Linked DNA regions of Macaca mulatta: region 2 is linked to region 1. A link is a contact called in public Hi-C data. All regions are on one chromosome and are shown on one strand. The core of a region is the stretch at or near the end of the contact, and the rest is flanking DNA. Distances in the headings are between cores, read along the strand shown.

What was found. Hi-C and Micro-C count contacts between places; a contact is called where the count stands out from the background.
Region 2: a contact with region 1 is called in a Hi-C map of fetal cortical plate, with 2.7 times the contacts expected there. The contact joins the promoter of NREP here to the enhancer-like site in region 1. A contact is called at or near these places in 4 of 14 Hi-C or Micro-C datasets (fetal cortex germinal zone, fetal cortical plate, fibroblasts and 1 more).

Annotation. Positions count from the first base shown.
Region 1 is chr6:120,356,996-120,360,912 of T2T-MMU8v2.0, forward strand. No RefSeq gene overlaps it. Among named protein-coding and RNA genes, the nearest start is that of STARD4, 47 kb to the left of the region's middle. Within about 2 kb of position 1,841, at least 8 of the 40 cell types and tissues checked have an H3K27ac peak or open chromatin away from gene starts, as enhancers often do. A contact at or near this core is called in fetal cortical plate, where this site is marked.
Region 2 is chr6:120,554,224-120,558,241 of T2T-MMU8v2.0, forward strand. NREP (neuronal regeneration related protein) reads right to left here and starts at 2,246. Exons shown (of 3, transcript NM_001193355.3): 1 at 2,186-2,246. The coding sequence starts at 2,188.

The DNA of each region.
Region 1 (3,917 bases), core at 591-3,090:
TTGGAATTCCCACCCATTTCCTCAGGAAGTGCTATTAGCAGTACAGGATGCAAAATTTAGTCTAATGAGCAGACAACAATGTGGGTGTTTTAAGCGCAGGCTGTGTCTTGAAAAAACAAATGGACCTGTACTTTTCTTTGACTAAAGGCCCCTCATTGGAAAGCTGCTCCCCGCAGGTGTTGTCATGGTAACACATGGTAAATAATAGATATTAACTGATGGTACCCTTACGTCCCCAGGCTCCTTCCAACTCTCTAAGAATGTTTTCACAATTTTGTATTGTAATTCTGTATTGTTTTTCTTAAATAGGGTCCCAAATTATATACATTTCATGCTGTTCCCACAAAACCTTAGTTCCCCAGGTGTTATTTCTATGACAGCATATCTAACTGCATCCTCTCAGCAGCAGAGCACCTGTCAGTCTCTGCTAGATTGAACATGTCTAGGACAATAGCAATTGTTTCCAAATGTACGCATTTCCACCACCTTTTCTCCCCTGGTTTTTCTTTAAGCAACTATTGTATCAAAGCGAAGGAAGGAAGTGACTAAGAAAAGGAAATTATGCCTAAGTCATTTTAAAAGGGTATTTTTCAAATGACAAAACTTTTTCCCAAGCAGGGGTTTCAGGCTAGGCTAAGGACAGTGTGGATCAAAACACAAATCCTTAAGGAGTTGAATTTCTTCTTTGCCGTGCTCCTACTCCTCTGCATACAAATTGTTCTTTGAGCTTTCCCGTTGTCTTCTCTGCATTCCCAAGCTCACTTAATTCATGGTCTGTCTGCCTCTTTGTCTCCTTTTTTCCTTAGCCCCCAGAGATGTGCCTGCCTACTTTTTGTTTTCACAGCTTCATTTCCATCTCTGGCACGTGAGGGCCTCTGTGCTGGATGCAGATATATTACCTTTGTTTTCCTGGAGTCATCCCACTGCTGCCTGTTTCCGGCAGCTCCCTCCACATTATTTTACTCTGTATCATTGCCCTCAGCCACGAGGGTTAGCAAGGCTAATGGGTAGAGTGAATTTAGCCTGTCTTTTTGTATTAATACATCCCGCCAGGAAAAATCATTTACAATGGCATTTAGGCTTTGCAATGGGAAAACAGGAAAGAATCTCATTCTTTGTGGTCTCAAGCTCATACTGGCAGAGGCTGAGTTGCTATGAAATTTCCAGCTTCAGGCAGAGAAGGGAAAAAGTGTAGGGCACAACTAAAATACAGGAATGCACATGGGTGCACACACACTTAAACATGCATTATGTTTGCCCAGTAATGCATGTGCACTTGGGTGCAAGCCCCAATTCAACCTCTTTCTATGTGTTGGATATATGTATGAGAAGAAGCCCCCCCCCCCTTTTTTCCATTTGACATTCAGTTAAGCTAAAAGCAAAAACAACCATCTGTACTGCCTTTGATAGAGTAGATTGCTAAAAGCTGTTCCCTGTCAGACCTTTTCTTTCAGCCTTGGTGAGGAGACACATCCACATATGACACTTCTGTCATTCACATATGAAACACTCATATTTCAACAAAGTCACAGGTGCTCTATAAAACCATCAGGTTAAATTGTAAATTCTTCACAATAGCTGGCTCCTATGACCTTTGATTGCCATAGCAAAATGGAAAGCATTCACTTCACTTTTAGGTCTTGTGTTTTTGTATGTATGTGTTTTTGTTTGTTTGTTTGTTTGTGCCACTGAGGGCACCAAACATTCTTTCTGATTGTGCTCCACATTCTTCATTACAGTTGCATTTAAACAGCTCATTCTAATTCATTCTGTTGTTCCTGTTCTGTGTGAACTATCTGCTGGCAGTTACCATGCAAACCCCAAATCCTGGGATCCTGCTGCTAGATCACAAGCTGCCATTAGCATATTTTTAATAGCACCTGATTACCCTCCAAAGACCTTCTGCTAGTTGAACTCCATTAGCTTACAGTGTCAAGAGGTTTGATTGAATATTTACAGTGTGGATCAGGGAGAGAATTTGCTGAGCTGCACAGTTAGTCTCCCAGGTTTAGCTTTCCATGAGTGCCAGGTTAGTTCCTTGGGTCCCATTTAAAGAGAAGTTCATGACAATTTTCTGGTACGTGGAGGTATCAGTTCTTGCTTCCTAGAGCTGACTTACTATAATGTGGAACACCAACATGACCCTCAAACTTGCTGAAGACTTCTCTTAGTTTTAATTGAAAGATAAGCAGCTCTCCAATGTTTAGGAACCTGGGCAGGGGTGCTGTTACCATCTTGTGTTTTCTAACTTAAGCTAAACTGAATAAAGGAGGCAATATTAATCAGAAGTCAGATTCTCCTCAAAAAAAAAAAGGTTAGAGAACAGTGAATTAAAAGTATTTGAATAATTAAGAGTTAACATGATAGATTATTTTAAGGTAGACAGTTAAGAGCTTTTGAAATGAAGTTGCCATTTAAAGTCCTGAAGACACTCAGCAACCAGTGAGCTACGTAGATGAATTTCGACACCTAAAGTGAAGACAAGAGAAAAATAAAAAATAAATAAAATGAAGACAAGAGGAGAAGTTTTAAGATGCGATTAAATTTGAATAAAGCAAAACAAGATTAAACAGTGGTTAAAAACAATTTAGTGCAGAGGAACCTTGCAAATTCAAGTGGTTATGGGGATAAGACAGAGAAGGAAAATGAATGAAGTGAGCTGAATAAAAAAGGATGGAAGACAATGGGCACTGATTTTCCACTGCTGTGGAAACACAAATGACATAAGCATTATATCATTCCAGAGAGTGCTGACCCCATCTAAAGGGAGTGTTCTTTCATTTGCTATCAGGAGGGCCCAGTGCTGCCAGATCTTCTCATAGCTGAAGAAAAGTTTGAAATCTCGCTGTACAGTTCAATGGTATTAAATGCATTCATTGTGTTGAGCAACCATCACCATCATCTATCTCCATAAGTCTTTGATCATGTAAAACTGAAACTCTGTGTTTATTTAGCAATAACTCTCCATACTCCTCCTTCTCTAATATGGTTTGGCTCTGTGTACCCACTCAAATCTCATGTTGAATTGTAATCCCCAGTGTTGGGGGAGGGACCTGGTGGAAGGTGATTGGATCATGAAGGTAGATTTCCCTCTTGCTCTTCTTGTGATAGTGAGTGAGTTCTTACGAGATCTGGTTATTTACAAGTGTGTAGCACTTCCCCCTTCGCTCTCTCTCCTGCTGGTCATGTGAAGACATGCCTTGCTTGCCCTTCACCTTCTGCCATGACTGTAAGTTTTCTGAGGCCTCTCAAGCCATGCCTTCTGTACAGCCTGCAGAACTGTAAGTTAATTAAATCTCTTTTCTTTATAAATTAACCAGTCTCAAGTAGTTATTTATAGCAATGTTAGAATGTATTGATACATTCCCATTCCCTAACAACCACTTTTCTACTTTGTCTCAATGATTTTGACTATTCTAAGTTGCTCATGTAAGTGGAATCATACAGTATTTGTCTTTTTGCGATGGGCTTATTTCACTTAGCATAGTGTCTTCAAGTTTCATCTATGTTATAGCATTTGTCAGAATTTCTTTGCTTTTTAAGGCCGTATGTATATACCACTATTTGCTTATCCATTCATACCATTGATGGGCACTTGGATTGCTTCCACATTTTAACTATTGTGAATAAGATTGCTAGGTACAACAAATATCTCTTCAAGATACTGCTTTCAGTTATTCCTTTATTTCTTTTTTTTTTTTTTTTAATTTTCCTTTAAGTTCTGGGATACATATGCAGAATGTGTAGGTTTGTTACATAGTTTTACATATGCCATGGTGGCTTGCTGTACCTATCAACCCATCGTCTAGGTTGTAAGCCCTTCAAGTGTTAGGTATTTGTCCTAATGCTCTCTCTCCCCAGGCCCCAGTGTGTGATGTTCCCCTCCCTGTGTCCATGTGTTCTCATTGTTCGACTCC
Region 2 (4,018 bases), core at 996-3,495, 200 kb after region 1:
GCCCTTTACTAAATAGGTTAAATATACTGAAATTAGATCTTCTTTAGCATTTTAAATTATGTGACTGGAAATGCAAGTTTAACAGGAAAGCCATGCTTATGTATTTTCTAGAGGTGTCAGGAGTTAAATCTACTGCTTCACTGGAAGCAGTTTCTATTGTATGTGGGCTAAGTCTTCACTCTAAGTAAGCCAGTTACAGAGGTCCACAAAGTAATTCCAGTTTTAATAAAGGAAAGAAAACTAACTTGATTTTGCCAAAAGGGAGAAAGAGGAGATACAAGACACCTCTAGTATCACTTCTTAAAAAAAAAAAAAGTGAAACTTGTTTTTACATTAATATGTGCAAGGACTTTTAAGATCTAGACTTTCCGGAAAAAGAGAATTGCTAGAAAGTTACTTGGAATCACCCACAGACAATAACTGTCAGTGGTTTCATTTCAGGCAATGGGCTTGTGCCAAAAGGGACTGACATCTTGATGAAAGGATCACCAAAAAGTTGTAAGAATTTTTTCATGAGTAAAAATCCTTCCCGGAGCAACAAATTGTGATTTTCCATTCTGCCACCATACATAAACGATAACTGCAAAAAAATTAACATGTAATAATAATTTCCATCTGCTTTTCTGCATTCAAATGGTTCCAACTTCCACTCTCAGCTTTGGCAGGCATGCTTACCTTCTACAAAGCTCATTCTACTTACTACTACAGAACCATGATATCTTACTCTTTGAGCTTGATCTATAGAGTTAGTTTTGGCAGGGTCAGTAGTCATATTTATGTTTAAACTGGTCACCTGACATATTGCAACATACATGAACCTTTGTGATCTATTTATGGTCACAGAAAGTAGGTAAGGTTCTGAGATAAAGAGCTTGGAGGCAAGGTGATGTGGCCAGTCACAGTAAAAAAAATAAGTAAACACAAATACTTTACAGCAGTTGATTTTATTACCATCCTATTATTCTATGACAACAGCTAATTAAGAATTTAATATGAATTTAGGAACCATTTGCACAAAATCCATTGATTAGCTTAATTTTATGTTCACTTCTTTCGTCTTTCTACCTCAAGTTCCTTAATTTGATCATTTTCCAACAAGGTCCATGTGGTGCTTTGATACCCACTTGTTGAAATGGCAAGTGAGGCATACACAAAAAATAAAACACTTGTTAATACAAATCAAACTGAACTCATTTCACTGCCTGATTCACTTTCCTCCTTGGAAGCTTATACTTGGGTTGTTCTCAAAGAAAACATCAAAGATATCAGATTAAATTTTGATTCATTAAATTCCACCCTCATTTCAAAGAAAAAAAAAACTAAAACTAAATTTGGATATCACACATTCTAAGTGACAAAGAGGTGTTTTAAAGAGTATAAACATCTGCAGTAGGACACTCTGTACTTCACTAAAAAGTTTTATGACATTTCTATTATTTTTTTTTAGTTCATCTTATTTCCAAAGAGGAAATTTTTCATAGATGATTAATACACTTATTCAGCTGCTTTTAATGTGTATTCCTTCTGTTTCTTTAATCAGTAATCAAACATTAAACTGCATTCTCTGTGGATCATAAGCTTTGTCAGAAATAGTTATACTTTTATTTAGAGGTTAACATGCTTGACTTCTAAAATTGAGTGCATGTCTCTCATAAATGAAGTTATAAATCAAGAAAAATAACAGTAATTGTATTTAAATAGATGGGGTACATAAATATAAAAATTCATCCTTTTCATCTATATTGCTTTAAAGGATAGCATATGCAGTAGCTGTTGATCAGGGAGACAGACTCCTCAGTTTTGGATAAGTTCGAACTAGCTCTAAGACCCAAAGCTTTGTTTGAGCCCTACTGCTGTCACCACCTCCTTGCGTGTCACAACACATCACTCTTCTTAAAGAACCGAATAGTTTCTGTTGTTCAAATTAAATAAATCCTCACTTCTGAAAGAGGAATTTTAGTTTTCTATTCAAAATAACTGCAAGTCAAAAGAACTAATTTGCCACATCCAATTCACATAAATTGCTGTACTGCAACGCTCCCAGGAGCTGGAGATAGAACCTTTTAAAGGTCAGATGGGGTGTAGAACAATGAAGGGTTGAGGCGGATGAAGATGGGTGGTTGATATTTATATGTAATAGATTGGTAAGAAGTATTGAGAATCTCCTCTGATGACCAAGTCTTACCATTTTGAGAATCTTAGTCTTGGGCTTCTATTCTCCCTCTCTTCAGTCCAGGGAGACCAACCTGCAAAATATGTTTAAATACAGTAGACACATCGCCTCACCACAGGTCAGCAAACCAAAAACGCCTCTTTAGAGGCTACAGACGAATAACCATTTTCTGTGGTTAACATAAGTTGTATGCAAATTATTGTTAACTACTGGGATTTCTAAAAGAGCTTTCCAAGTGGCCTATAGGCTTAACTAGGGGACAAAGGAATCCCTGGTACTTGGCTTTGCAGAGTCCTGGGCTATTCTTAGTGTTTAGTTCATCTTTAAATTGCATGAGTTCAAAAGGTTTAGCAACTTAAAAGTAGAACCAAGTGATAAAAATAGATTGTTTTCTGGCTGCTCTTTGTTCCCAGACATACTACTGGCAGTATATTTGCAATCAAGACGACAGAATAGGAATCAGCCTTCCACCGTGTAGTGTAATGCCTCAGAGTGGATATTTTTGGAAATGGCACTGCATTACATAACCTTCCGTGTTTAAAAAAAAAAAAAAAAAAACCCTACACGGCGGGGGGGGGGTGGGGGGGAGTCAGGAATATACACCATTTGTCCTTCTCCCTAAACCAAATAAACATTAATGCACATACTGCTGCAGTGATTTACCCTCAACATTTATGTTATCAGAAGGCAGCTCTTTTGTTAACAGTTATGACAAAAATTAAGATGAATGGAGAAACTAAAAGTTCTCACAAAGGGTATCATTCGCTCTTAGAGTTTTCCTATAAGGTTATTATAGATACACATAAATGCAAATCAGATTATTACCATCACCAAGAAGAAAACAGTCATTTATTTTTAAGGCCCTCCCCCCCAAAGTTCAACTGCTTTATAAGAAAATGCAGAAAAAAGTGCTGCAAGATCGAATGCCTAAGAAGACCCTCGGAAGCAGCAGCATTGAAAGAGTAATCAAGTGTAAGGACGGAGGGGCACAAATTCATTTTATAAAAGGGTTGGAAAAGCTTGCATGCACCAAAGTGCATTTAATGCAAAGAAACACAACAGTTTCTAACAATGCTTTATGAGCAAGAAGAACAAAATTAACCATACCAACAAGCACAAAACCCCACCCCTTCCCAAAAGAATTCATTTCTCCCTCTAAACTTGTGCATTTTAGGAAAAAAACCCAAGTCAAATTCCAGCCTGAATGCAGCACGACCAAAATGCCAGAATTTCTCCAAGGTACACGCTTCAGGTCTTTAAAATTTAGAGGGAAGAAGCATGAACTCTGCAGGGTTGAAGGGTCCAGCTAAGAGCAACGGCAAGGAATCGACACAAAAGAGAAAGCAGCGCTCCCAGCCGGGGATAGGAATGGCATATACTTACAGACAAAAGCCCCGCTCCCTGTTCACTCTCTCCTCTCTACACCTGAAACACAAATGTGGTTGAAAAAGGGCAACATGCTAGAAAGACAGCTTGGGGGGGAGGGGGGATTGGGGGAGGGAGGGGGGAGGGGAAAGGGGTGGAGGAAGAGGAGGGAGGAGGGGGAAGGGAAACAAAACCCAAACCGGCTTCACTTCCAAGAAGTGCAGCCTTGGAAAAAGGAGGAGGAGATGATCTCCCTGCCTCGCGCTCTCTCTCCAAGAGTGTGTGTGTCTCTCTCTTTCTCTAACAGTCTCTCTCTCTCCCTTTCCCTCTCTCTCCCGCTAGTGTGCTAGTGAACAATGAGCTAATTCTGATGGAGCTGGCGCGGAGCCAGCGCCCCAGCCTTGCTGCCACTGTGCAGCCGCCTAGGAGCCAGACTGCTTACTCGGCAGGAATCGGCTGCTCGGGGCCCCGTCGGCGAGC